4 separate regions of the Mus musculus genome follow, and regions 2, 3 and 4 are each linked to region 1. Evidence: chromatin contacts called from public ChIA-PET and promoter capture Hi-C data. All regions are on one chromosome and are shown on one strand. The core of a region is the stretch at or near the end of the contact, and the rest is flanking DNA. Distances in the headings are between cores, read along the strand shown. Region 1 holds the start of Fam78a (family with sequence similarity 78, member A). Region 2 holds the start of St6galnac4 (ST6 (alpha-N-acetyl-neuraminyl-2,3-beta-galactosyl-1,3)-N-acetylgalactosaminide alpha-2,6-sialyltransferase 4). Region 3 holds the start of Fam102a (family with sequence similarity 102, member A). Region 4 holds the start of Prdm12 (PR domain containing 12).

Evidence for each region. Promoter capture Hi-C pulls out the DNA fragments that hold promoters and counts their contacts. ChIA-PET counts read pairs in DNA pulled down with a chosen protein or histone mark.
Region 2: an RNA polymerase II ChIA-PET map of effector CD8 T cells shows a contact between it and region 1, with 6 read pairs. The contact joins the promoter of St6galnac4 here to the promoter of Fam78a in region 1. A contact is called at or near these places in 2 of 39 promoter capture datasets (liver and stem cell-derived epiblast-like cells) and 1 of 115 datasets of contacts at active chromatin or transcription factors (effector CD8 T cells).
Region 3: a contact with region 1 is called in a promoter capture Hi-C map of neural stem cells. The contact joins the promoter of Fam102a here to the promoter of Fam78a in region 1. A contact is called at or near these places in 1 of 39 promoter capture datasets (neural stem cells), 2 of 115 datasets of contacts at active chromatin or transcription factors (embryonic stem cells and pro-B cells) and 1 of 9 other capture datasets (pancreatic islet).
Region 4: a contact with region 1 is called in a promoter capture Hi-C map of embryonic stem cells, with 2.0 times the contacts expected there. The contact joins the promoter of Prdm12 here to the promoter of Fam78a in region 1. A contact is called at or near these places in 6 of 39 promoter capture datasets (the 3T3-L1 cell line, 3T3-L1-derived adipocytes, the SN4741 cell line and 2 more), 5 of 484 Hi-C or Micro-C datasets (all in embryonic stem cells) and 3 of 115 datasets of contacts at active chromatin or transcription factors (all in embryonic stem cells).

What each region holds. Positions count from the first base shown.
Region 1 is chr2:32,082,158-32,085,209 of GRCm38.p6, forward strand. It overlaps Fam78a (family with sequence similarity 78, member A), which reads right to left and starts at 1,548. Exons shown (of 2, transcript NM_175511.4): 1 at 427-1,548. The coding sequence starts at 749.
Region 2 is chr2:32,585,414-32,588,465 of GRCm38.p6, forward strand. It overlaps St6galnac4 (ST6 (alpha-N-acetyl-neuraminyl-2,3-beta-galactosyl-1,3)-N-acetylgalactosaminide alpha-2,6-sialyltransferase 4), which reads left to right and starts at 1,665. Exons shown (of 6, transcript NM_001276425.1): 1 at 1,665-1,814; 2 at 2,168-2,268. The coding sequence starts at 2,257.
Region 3 is chr2:32,533,886-32,536,937 of GRCm38.p6, forward strand. It overlaps Fam102a (family with sequence similarity 102, member A), which reads left to right and starts at 1,474. Exons shown (of 11, transcript NM_153560.4): 1 at 1,474-2,347. The coding sequence starts at 2,202.
Region 4 is chr2:31,638,612-31,641,663 of GRCm38.p6, forward strand. It overlaps Prdm12 (PR domain containing 12), which reads left to right and starts at 1,426. Exons shown (of 5, transcript NM_001123362.1): 1 at 1,426-1,710. The coding sequence starts at 1,488.

The DNA of each region.
Region 1 (3,052 bases), core at 298-2,797:
AGCCTCCACACACAACTCAGACAAGTTCAGACCCCACGGCAAAGTCCTGTGCAAAGAAGTCTGGAAGCTGTTTTGAGGCTTCCAACCACTCCCATCAGCTAATGGGTTCATGGAGGCCTGAGCCTGGGGGGCAGAGTGATGACTTCTCTGGTGACCCCAGATGGCCCTGACACTTGCTTTACCAAAGGGGCACAGGTTCTTGTTCTCTCAGCATCTTGCCAGGGAGGACAGAACAACCCTGGGCACCAGGGATAATGGCAGGGCAGGTCTAGCTGAGCTAGGACCCTAATCAACATAAAGGCTCCCCAGAGTTGCCTGACCCAAGAAGGCTTGGAGACAGTTCCACCCCTGCCTAAAGACCCCTGCAGCCCTGCTCCAGCCTCCCCGAGCCTTCAAGGCCCCCAGCCTGTCCCCAGGAGTACTCACATGCCCTGCTCCCCGTACTGGTTGTAAAACTCCATATGGCTGCACGCCTGAATCCAACCAACGATCCAGGTCTCCTTCTTGGGAATGGGCGGCATGACCACTTGGGCTGAGGCCCGGAAGTGGGGTGTCCGATAGCGCAATACCACGCTGGAGGACTCGTCGATGCTGGTGGGGATGGGGTCGATGGAGGCTTTCACATCAATCACGGTAATCCCTTCCCGGAAGACTCTGGCTTTGCCTCCGATGCTCTGAATACAGCCCATGGCACACAGGACCGCTCTAATCTCCAGGGAAGGCCAGCAGTCCCAAAAATAACAGGGCATTGAAAGGATGGAGGTTGCAGGACCCAGTGCAGAGCGCTCAATCTAATCTCAAAACTCAAAATCGAGATCCATAGGCTAGAGAACTTAAGGAGTAGAGGAGGTTTGCATAGCACTGCCGGGTCCTGTTATAAATATGGGTTCTGTTGCATCTCAAGAGCCCTGGGCTCCCTCTTCTAGCAGTGGGCAAAAGCCACCGATATTCTTTGGGTTTAAAAAAAGAAAAGTTTGGAGTTTAATGGAGAAGCATGTTTTTCTGACATCCAGCGCTGCGTCCTCACACTTGGGGATGGCAGCTCGGACACTCTCCCTGAAGTCTTCGCAGGAAGCAGACGGGCTCTGCCAGGCACATAAATAAGGAAGGCTCGGTCCCCGCGCGGTCGCGCCACCCTCGCTGCAGAACGCCGACTTCCTGCCCTTCTGCCTTCCGCACCGGCTCCCTGGAACACACGCGCCCGCCCGGCGGGGCCCAATCAATTGCAGCGTGAGCTCCGATTCAAGCGGCAGAGGTCCGACGTCCTGTGAGGCCCGTATCCACCCGCCCTTCCGAGAGGTGCGCTCCGGGTTAGGTGCTCGCCAGGTCCCCTCCGGCGCCCACTCGCGCGTTCCTCTGCCACTGTCGCTGTAGCCGCTGACTGCCGCGCAGGGCTCCGGGACTGCACTCGGATATCCGCCGCCGCCTGCTTCGCCTCGGCCGCCGAGGACCTGCAGAGAGGTGGAAGGCACAGGGCGGCAAAGTTGAGCCGAACTTTACTGCGGGGGACTCGAGGGCGCGGCGATGCCTGTGCGCCGGGCACGGGCTGTGGAGCTGACGGCGCAGCTCTGGGCGGTCTCCCCGGAGGTGGCGCCCCCCTCCGCCCGCCCCGTCAGTGGCGGCCGCACGACTGCGCGCACCAGCGAATAATCGCCTCCCGTGACATCTCCGCTGACACCGGTTTAGCTCGAGGGAGGGGTGAGGGGTCGTTCAGACTGCCACCGCAGTGGGTCACTAGGACCTCCCGGCTCGGGTACTGCGCATCAGTACCACGCCACCAGCGTGAAACGCCCCTTCTCGCTCCAGTGTCTCGATCCCCGGGGCCTCAGTGCCAAGCCCAGGCCGGTCTTTTAAGGCATTCTGCCCTTTGCCGGCAGAGGTGGCTGGACACCAAGAAGGCGTGTTGCCCCCCCCCCCCGCCCCACCGCGTGCCTCGGTTTCCCCTAACCAAGCTTGAGCCTTAGCTGAGCCCAGCGCGTCCCGAGCGCGCGCCTCCGCCGAGGAACTTTGGCAGTCAGGTTCCCACCCAGGGGGCGTCACGAACTCACCTGCCCCTAGGGCCGCTCCAGGTGCCTGGGTCACCGCCCTCCGGTCTTCCCTAACCTCTCTGCCCGCACGTTTTCGGGGCGCCCCCTCCCCTGGGCAGTGTCCCCTGGCTCTTATCTACTAGGGTCCGGGGATGGCGTGGGCGCCTCGGATCCCCAAGCCCCTCCTGGCTCCGGGCTGCTGTGGGGATGGCCGGGGGCGGAGGGCTGAGGCTCGGGGCTCTCTCGCCCCCACCCCGAGCGCCTCCTTATTTTATGATCATTATGAGCGTGCTGTCACCGCTCTGCCCCGCCGCCGCGCCGCAGCCGCCTGGCGCGCCCCGCGCCGCCTCGCTCTGCTGCAGCATCGGAAAGGCAACCAGGTCAAACTTTGCAGAAACTCGGTCCCTGCGCCTGTCTGGCCCCTGTGTTCGTCCGCAGCCGCGCGACAACGCGCACCGGCGCACGCAGGACCTGCGCTCGCCCGTGCGCCCCGTGGGATGCAGGTCCGCAGGCGGTAGCGTGCAGGCGGGTAGGCACCGCCTCCTCCTCCAGCCCGCCCGGCTCTCCTCCCTAGCTCTGGCACTCAGCACACTCTCCCCCCCCTCTCTCTCTCTCTCTCTCTCTCTCTCTCTTCTTTCCCACCTCTCTGCAGCTGCTGGGGGAGTTGAGCCTCTTCTTGCATAAACGACATTTCCTTTTTTTCTAACCCTAGGAATTCTGGGTAGTGTAGTTCTGTCTTTCTCGGGTCCTGGGGTTGGGGGTGTTCCTATTGCCCTTTGACTTCTGGATGCCAGCAGCTTTCCAGTTCAGGAGACTTGGGGCACTGCCCTGGGGATCCTAGCTGCCGGAGTTGGTGGTTGGGTGGAAAGCATGGAAGTTTTGGGAAGCTCCAAGACTTGGGAAGGTTTGGAGGGTGGGAAAAGTTGGTGTCTCCCAACCCCCAAACCCCAACCCTGTATTGATCATGTTTGTATCTTCAGCATGGTGAGAGGGTTGTCAGCTAGTTGGTCCCAAGTATGTAAGAA
Region 2 (3,052 bases), core at 415-2,914, 500 kb after region 1:
CATCTCATTTTGTTCCTGTCGGGTTTCACGTGGGTGGTGAAGGCGACTTGAGAATGTCACCAGACAGAGATGAGTCTAATGGGCACATGGGCATGAGAACCAGGGAAGTGACTCAGAATAATTCCACAGTGCCCTTCTGGGAAGGGTGTGGCTAATGCCTGTAACCCCATCATTTGTGAGGTTCAGACAGAAGGATCCCGGGCTAGCCTGGACTGTGTGATTCACACACTAGGGCCATGTGGGTAGAGGGATGAAGAGTTGAAGAGCTGCCTATCATTGACCTGTTGTGTGTCTTTGGCGCTGTTTTCTTTTCTTTTTGATTAATGATGTGGGAAAGGGATGCCTACTGTGGGCAGTGCCACCCCAGGCAGGTGGTCTAGATGGTTATAAGAAAGGTAGTTGAATGTGAGGCTAGTTAGCAGCACTGCTCCATGGCCCCCTCCTCCATGCCCTCTGCTCCAGTTCCTGTCCCTAGGCTCCAGCCCTGACTTACCTCAGTGATGGACTGTGATGTGGGAGTTGTAGACTGAAATAAAACCTTTCCCTCACGTTGTATTCGGTCATAGTGTCTGTCACAGAAACACAAAGCTACATAGAAAGATCCTGTCTGAAATAATAACTTGTAGTGTGCTGTTCATGTTGGCAAGGGTCTTTGAGCTGAGAGATAAGGAGTCCCACTAGGAAAGTGACTAGAGAATGCAGCCAGTGGAAGGTCCTGAGGCAGGAATGCGCTTGATGTGATAGGTCAGAAAGTAGCCGAAAGGGAGGGATTCCATCTGAATCCTCAGAGGATCACAGGCAGGGGGACGGCCACAGGAACCAAGCAGAAGTACGATTTTCTGGTGGTGCCCTGAGCTGTCTGTCTCTGCCCTTTCTCACTGGGACAGGGATATTTTTCCCACTTAACAGAAAAGAAAGGTGGGGTGTGGGGGAGGGACCTGCCTCAGGCATGGGCTGCATTGACATAACCAATACAAAGTGGCTGTTTTAAAAACAGCCTGCTGGGCAGTGGTGGCATACACCTTGAATTCCAGTACTTGGGAGGCAGAGGCAGGCTGATCTCTGTGAGTCCAAGGCCTACAGAGCAAGTTCCAGGCAAGCCAGGGCTACACAGAGAAACCCTGTCTTGAAAGCCTAAAACCAAATCAAACCACCAACAACAAAACAACCTGAGCCACTAATCCCAGCTCCCAATTCTCTAGCAGAGATAGCTGGATCTCGGTGAGTTTGAAGCCTGCCTGAAAAATGTGGGGTCCTGTCTCAAAAACACGTTTCTTCATTGCCTATCTGATATTCATAGTCAAGTTCACATCATTTGAGCTGACAACCCAACAACTATCCTGAAACTCAGGGCTGCTTAGTTTGAAGCCTTTGCTTCATTTCCTATCCCCTGTTACTTCCCGGGTAATTTCAGAAATGGAGAACCTCAATTCTCCACGGCCAGTAGCCATCACACGGGTGGCTCTCTTACTGTCTTCCTTCCAATCACACAAGGACTAGAGTGGGAAGACAAACTAGACAGGCCCCGCCCTCGACGTCGAGACCTCGCCCCCAGCCCGGAGGTCTCTGAGACATCCACGCGCCGCTAGCCGGCGCTGCGCAGGCCCCGCCCCCTGAGCGCAAAGCCTCCGCCCCTCCCAGAGGCCCCTCCCACGCCCCCGGCTGCGCTGCTCTAGCTTCAGGCTTCAGAAGCTGCGGCCGCAGCACCGCCTCCTACCCGGGGCCCGGTTCCAGCCCCTCTGGCCCGGCGCACTGGACATGGAGCTCCGAGCAGCGCATCCTGAGCCCCCAGCGCACTCCAATCCGCTCGTTCGGTTAGCGCCCAGCTTGGGGAGGGGACGGTGGAAGCTAGCCGGGTGAAAACCTCACATCCTGCCCGCCCCAGGCCTCTCCATCACCCCGCGGTAGAGAGTTGGGATGGATGGGAACGATGTTCTCCTGGCTCCTGGCTTTCTTTGCCTGCCTCCGACCGAATGGATGACCTTGAGCCGAGAGCGTCTCCTCTTTGCCTCTCCTTCCCCATCTGCACAATGGGAATTGGTTTGGCAAGGTCTCTGAACTCACGGCCTTTAGAATGGGACACGTTGTCACATGCTTGGAGACTTAAAGGCTTTTGGTTCCTGGGCCCGTTTTTCTTGATCTGGATTTGTCTCTTCCCTTGCCTCAGTTTCTCTCATATCCTGGGACCAGCTTCCAGCCTTTCTCATCCCAAGCACTGGAGACAGCAGCCTCCAGACTGCTAAGAGCAGAGACAGCATGAAGGCCCCGGTAAGTGACAGGGAAGAGAAAAAGTTGCCTGGGGATTTGGGGGTGACCTGGGTAGAGCTTTACAGCCGCCTCCCACACCCGGAGTTACAGTGATCCCCTAACCCCTTTTGGTGTCGGGGGATGAAACTCAGAGCCAGGCACATGCTAAGCACATGCTCTAGCATGGAGTCCCTCCCACAGCCCTTAGTAGTTGCTTCTGCGCCAGCCCCCTGCTCCTGGGGCTGTGTGACCCCAGGCCGGTGTCTTCCCCTTTTGGTTTCAGTTTGTTTTTCTCACCTAGAAATGGAAGTAACCCGGTGTCACTTAGTTGGGAGGGAGGTGTGAGACTGAGTGTGACGCTCTGGTCTTTCTGTCTTTACCAGTGAGCCCCCTGAGTGCTGGAGTGGGGAGGTTAATTACCACTGCCCAAGTCAAGGTCTCTGGTCCCTTGTGGGCAGCAGACCAGTTGTTGTGTAGAGCCGGAGGCCTTAGGAGCTGTGAACCCGGTCTCCTGGACAGCTGGCCACACAGAGAAGACTTATTTTTAGAAACTGATGTGGCTTATGGACAGACAAGGAAGGGTGGGCCCCTGGCAGGATGTGCTGGGGGCTGTTCTACACCTCTGCCTTTCTGGGTACACTGGCTAGCTCCTAGTGTTTCTTCTGGAATGACTTTGGGCCTAGAAAACTGGAGTTCTGAGAGTCACAGGTACTGAGATGGATGGCCCAGCACACAGTGGTAGACACCTTGCTGGGTGCTTTCAGTGGGTGTGCAGGAGGTCACCCCCAGGTGACCGACCCAGAGG
Region 3 (3,052 bases), core at 224-2,723, 450 kb after region 1:
TAATTTATTTTTTAAAAGACAAAGCCTTCAGGCCTCTACTTCCTCACCTTCAAAAGGAGATGCCTAGCTACATCAGGGAGGTCTGGATGGATTGGTTCGTTTCATCTCCAATCTGACTGCGTTTTCCACATTATGGGACAATTATGAGGAGCAGAGATTGCCACCCATGCTTCTGAAATGTAAGCTCAGGAAGTCTTCATGCACATGTCCAAACATGATATCATGCATGGTATCAAACATGATGTCCGGCAGAGAATTTACATCTCAAATGCCAATCAGCCCAACTCTCTTTAATTTTCCACAGGGAAGTCCAGCAGACCTTAACTTATCTCCTGCCCGGATCAAAAACGGCCTTTCACTCACCCATTTCCCCATTTTCTTTCCTCCAAGTTATCTGATGCCAGAACAATCAAGTCACTATCTAGCTCAAAAAACCAGGAGATGCCTCCTTCTTTGCTCTGGTCTACAAGACTGGGCCAGATTCTAGCCTGATCTGCTGTTCTCTCAAATTAGAATTCATCCAGGGATACTCCACAAACTTTTTGAGTACCATGCTGCCGGGCCAGCAGGCCTCTAGTGACTGCCACTGCCTGTACCCCGATGCTTGGCCGGCTTTGTGTCAGAATCCTTTGAACTTCCGTTCCAATCCGAAAGCACACGCCTCCTCTGACCTCCCTACTTGAGTTCTTCAGCAGACTCTCAGATCCAGTCTTTCCACTGGGTGCCTGCCTGACTCAGGACAGAGTTCCTAAACACTGGCGGCCTGGATAAAAAGAATCATAAAATGCCGATAGTTTGGAGAGTACGAGGTCCCCAAGGTGTCCTTTGCCATAACTATCGGGAAACTTTAAACAAAAGCCTTAGATAACAGCCTGGAACCAGGCAGGCCGAGTCACAAGGTTGCCGGGCTCCAATGGATCTTCAAGAGCGGCAAAGCCAGGACAGATGCTTGTCATTTTTAGAGGCGAGCAAGACCTGCATAGGTCTTGAGACACCTCTGCGATTGTTTTCCTGAGAACAGGGGTGCTACCTCCTCAGCCTGCTTCATTGCTCACTGAGCTCAGGTCTTGGCGGGATCCGGGCAGGCCGTTCTAGCCCTAGTTTCCAGATTGTTTCCCCTAGTCATTGTTTCTCCTTTTCTTGGGCTCGCGCTCTCCTCCCGTTCTTTCCAGTGCCGGCCCCCACACCCCGCGACCTCCCACCGCCTCTCCGCACCCCCCCCCACCGCGCTTCTCAAGGAGGCGGGTCCAGCCCCGCGAGCGCTCCAATCCGAGCGCCCTCAACTGGCCCTGCCTCCGCGAGCCCCGCCCCACGCCACCGCCAGCCAATAGAAATTCGTGTTCGTACAGTCGGCCTGTCCAATCGCAGGTTGGCTGTGAGCCTCGCGCGCCCCGCCCCTGCTGCTCTCGGCCGCGGCTCCGCGGGCGGTCGCGCCGGGGCTTCGGCATTCTCCGAGCAGCGCCGAGCTGCGTCGGGCTCAGCCGGCTGCGTCCGGAGGTGCGGGCGACGGCGCCGCTGTGCTCCAGCGGTGCTAACCGAGGCAGAAGCCATCCGGCCGGGTCGGAAGGCGCCTGAGACTCGGGCAGGGCAGGAGCGGCGTAGGTCCCAGGACTGAGCGGGAGGCGGACCGGCACACGTTCCCGGCCCGGCAGAGCCTCCCGAAGCGGTCCCTGCAGAGCCGGGTCGGTCGCCGAGGTGGCTTCCGCTTCCCGGGGCCTCACCTGCGCAGGCCGCGGTGCGCCAGGTGCGGAGGCGTGTGCGTCGCCTGGGCACCTCCCACGGCAGCCAGCGGGGCGGAGGCGGGGCCGCCGCCCGGGTCTCCAGCGGTTCGCCCGGCCGTCTCCGTCAGTCTCACCGGTCCGCCGGGCCCCGCGGATCGGGATGCTGCTGCTCGCTTGCGAGCCGCCCTCCACGCCAGCCCCCGCTGCCGGGGCCGCACCTCGCTGTTTACATGTCAGTGGAGCCCGGGTTCCCCGAGGGTGAGAGCAGCCGGCTCACTGGACCTGGGGCTCCGAACTCAGATCCTCTCCTGCCCGCAGCCTCCGCCGCCATCTGGACTGGATCCAGCTCTGGTGTTTTTGAGGAGGGGGGTGTGGTGTCGGGAAAGGAATCCTGGGGTTTTCTAGTATCCCCTTCTTTTTTTCTTTTTTCTTTTCTTTTTCTTTTTGGCCCTGCGGGCTTCAGACTCAGGGAACTTGCTCATGGCTTTTTTGATGAAGAAGAAGAAATTTAAATTTCAAACCACTTTCACCTTGGAGGAGCTGACTGCGGTCCCCTTCGTGAACGGGGTCCTCTTTTGCAAGGTCCGGCTGCTGGATGGCGGGGATTTTGTCAGCTTGTCGTCCAGGTAGGCATTGAGGTTTTCGCGTTTGCAGGGGAGGGTGGGGAGTGCTGATGAGTGAGATCTAGCCACTTGGCAAATGTGGAAGACTCAGCTAGGGACGGATGGGCAAGGGGCCCGCCTGGGGAAAGATTTGCTCTAAGCAGGACTTAGGTCTGAGTGAGCTGGCAGAGCGCCTGGCATTTGTCTGCAGGTGACCAGCCAGAAACCTTTTAGGGCCCTGCGTGCACTCTTCAAGTCACCCGTTTTACAGATTTGTATGGAGAGAGCTGACTGAGATTTTCACTTTAAGGGATTAAGTAAGGGTGTCTCAGGCCACCTTGCCACCAAGCTGGCTCCTGTGGCTGTCATACGATTGAGAGATTGGGCCAGCCAGGGCTCTCTGGCTCTCTCCCCTTGGCTGGGAAAGCCCAGTTCCAGGCACTCCCTGGATTTGATTGCGGGAGGTGGCTGGATTTTGGGTTGCCCAGCCCCCTCTTGAGTGACTGCCCTCCACTGGCTAAAGCTGGACTGCTTTGCAATGCAAATGTCCTTGCCAGGAGACTGCCTTCCCCTGTGAAAAAAGCCATCGGGTTTGATTTTGTGTCCGTCATCGTCCTAGTAGGTCCAGCTTCCCAGTTTATTGCTGAATGAGGTCCCAGTCCACCTTTTGCAGGTTGAGCTCATGGCGGTCACACAGTCCTGACCTGCCTGCAGAGGTCCGTAGAGTCC
Region 4 (3,052 bases), core at 176-2,675, 440 kb before region 1:
AAAGACTATACAGAATCCACTGGAGGAGGGGGAGAGCGGGAAGGGGGAAGGAAGGAAGAGAAAGGAGCCAGGAAAGAAAGAATCATCATTAAGAGACCAAAAAGAAAGAGGAACGTCTGGTGGCTTCCTAGGTTGAAATCCCAGTAGACTGATTCCAAAGCAGGGCCCAGCAGATGGCTTTGCCCTGGGCCGTCCGCAATTTCAGAGGCATTTTGGGTGTCTGCAATTCCCATCTTGCATTGCTCTAGGGTATTCCACAGATGTGAGTATCTGATGACCTTTCAATACTCCCCACCCCAACTTAGTACTCCTAGGGCTGGTAACCTTTCTATGGTAGGTGAGATCCAGCCCCGACGGCGACTCCTCAGCAGCCCTCTGTGCTGGTGACGGAAGTTTTACACTGGCTGTGCGCAGCGAGCAGAGCTCTTGGGGAGCCCGTTTAGGACGAAGCGCCCGCTTGGGTAGCGCTGCCAGCGCAAGAGATCTGCATCTCCCAAGCTGTCCGGGTTGCCACCGCAGCTTAAGGAGTGAAGCCTCTAAAGAGCAGAGGGTGTGGGACGAAGGAGAGGTGGGGATCGGACAGAGTACTGGGCTTGGTTAAGGAGATAGGCAAAGCACCGGCAGCTCTGGGAGTGGCCCGCAGAGCTAGGAAGGTGAAGGCCTAGCTTGGGATCCACAGTGATCAAGGATCTTGCTTAGCCCGGGTGAGCATGGGGACCCGCGGGGTTTGCAGCCATACGCCCCCTCTTTCTCAGTCTAGTCCCGGGAGTAAAGGCAAGCCTCGCTGCGCAGCATCCCCTACTTCAACACCCGTCCCCCCCCACCCCCCTTCCTCGCTCCGGGCCGCGAGTTGAGCCTCCCTCCCTGCCTGGAGCTTCCCACGGGGAGAAGAGGAGGAGGGGGAGGAGGAGGAAGGCTGGGGGGAGGGAGGAGCAGAGGGAGACTATTCTGAGCGGTCCGCACGCTGCCCCCGCCCCTCGCGCTGTCGGTGAAGGCTCCTTCGAGCCTGGCCGGGTACAAGTCTGTCCTTCGACGTCAGGGGGTCATTAATAACCAATTAGGAGGGTCACTGCAGCTCCTATAAAAGAGCTGAGATTTTGCTAAGGGGAGGACGGTCCTGGCTGGGTGTATAGAAGGCTAGTGGGAAACCGAGAGTCCTTGGTCGTTGTCTCTCTACAGCCACCCGCCGCCCACCCTTCCCGCACCCCTCCTGGTATCCACCCTTGTCTCCACCCGCGGACTTCCAGCCCTCCGTGCTGCCTCTGCCATCTCTGCAGATTTTGTGAATCTCCGGTTTGGCTCCCTGTCTTCCCAGCCATCTCTTGCCACGCACTCCCCAGTGCACCCTCCTCCTGCTCCTCTTCCTCCTCCTCCCTCGTGTTGTGTCACCCTCCTCTCCTTTCATTCCTTTGACCCCTCTTCGTTGCCCACCTCTCCGGAGTCCACCTAGCCGTCCTTCGGCGCCCGCGGCGAGCCCTCCGCCGCCCATGATGGGCTCTGTGCTCCCAGCTGAGGCCCTGGTGCTCAAAACAGGGCTGAAGGCTCCGGGGTTGGCGCTGGCAGAGGTCATCACCTCCGACATCCTGCACAGTTTCTTATATGGCCGATGGCGCAACGTGCTAGGCGAACAGCTGCTGGAAGACAAGAGCCACCACGCCAGCCCAAAAACGGCCTTCACGGCCGAGGTCCTGGCGCAGTCCTTCTCAGGAGGTGAGTGTGCCGTCGGGGCTCCACTCCTTCGCTCTTCCTGGCTACCCCCAATTCTCAGGTTAGCGGCACGGGTCCAGATGGGGAACACAGGGGCTGGGGCTGCCGCTCCCAGCCAGGATGCGCTCTCCCTAATCAGCGCACCTCAGTTTTTTCGTGGGTCCAACCTGGGTTGCAACGGCCTCATGGAAGCAGAGAAGAGGCATGTAGGAATGCAGGAGGCTCAGGGACCAGATCCCAACGACCGGAGCGACTTACCTCGGTCAGCCCGGGCTCTCCTGTGTCGTCTCTCCCCACCCCATCCTCCAGCCTGGAGCTGGCGGTTTCCTGGCATTAAAAGCCTTACTGGGCGTGTAATAGCAGTTGACTCAAAAAGAAGGGGTTTTAAATTCATTTGGTTAACTTGGGCTTGACCCGCGAAAGTTCCCACTTAAACCACAAACTTTAAAAGACAGCCGGGGCCGGGAAGGGGCGGAGGGCGGGCAGGCCGGAGAGAAAAAGCCGCAGAGAGCGAGGGAGAGAAAGAGAGCGAAGAAAGTTTCTTTTCTTTAAGATGTCTCAAGTTCTTATTCCTCATTCGTCACCCCGCAAACAATATCTTTCCCCAGCGCTGGCGTCTCTGAGCGACGCCCTCTCTTCCCCTTTAAGATCGCTGTTCCTCTCTTAATTTACCGTGAAGACTAATTCCACTTCCATTCACGCTATGTCAACCATCTAATCCTGCCTTTTTGTAAGGGGAATTCCTCGGCCCCTTTTAAACAAGTCCCCTCCGCATTGAGATACAATTTACTGCTACAGCTTTCTTCCAGGGCTAATGAATTTAGAATTAGCAATTTCTTTCGAATGGAACCGAATGAATGCGATCACTTTAACAGCGTGACAAATTGCCGGCCGCTCCGCAATGGACACCGTTTAACCCCCCCTTTCAGCCGGCCGGCTCGCCGGGTATTTTCCCAGGTAGCTTAGAGGGGAACCTTGTAAGACATGGAGGCCGCCCCTGTGTGCCTCAACGCTCCCACCCCTGCCGCAGAGGCCCCACCGGGGATCCTCTCGGGGTTAGGGACCGCTGGTTCTTCCTCGCCCATTAAAACGACTTCAGAGCTCGCCTGATCCGGGTGCCGCCCTTTCTGGCACTCTAGAACTTGGGAGGAGAGAGGTATACTGGCGTGCCAGGGAAGATCACGGGGGAGGGGTGTGTGTGTGTGTGTGTGTGTGTGTGTGTGTGTGTGTGTGTGTGTGTTGCCTCAGAGTTTAGTGAGTAGAAGCAAGTGTTTCTTTTGCGCGGGTGCCACCTTTCAAACTAGGGATCTGTCCCCAGTGCTGATCGAGTCCAGGAGACACGCAG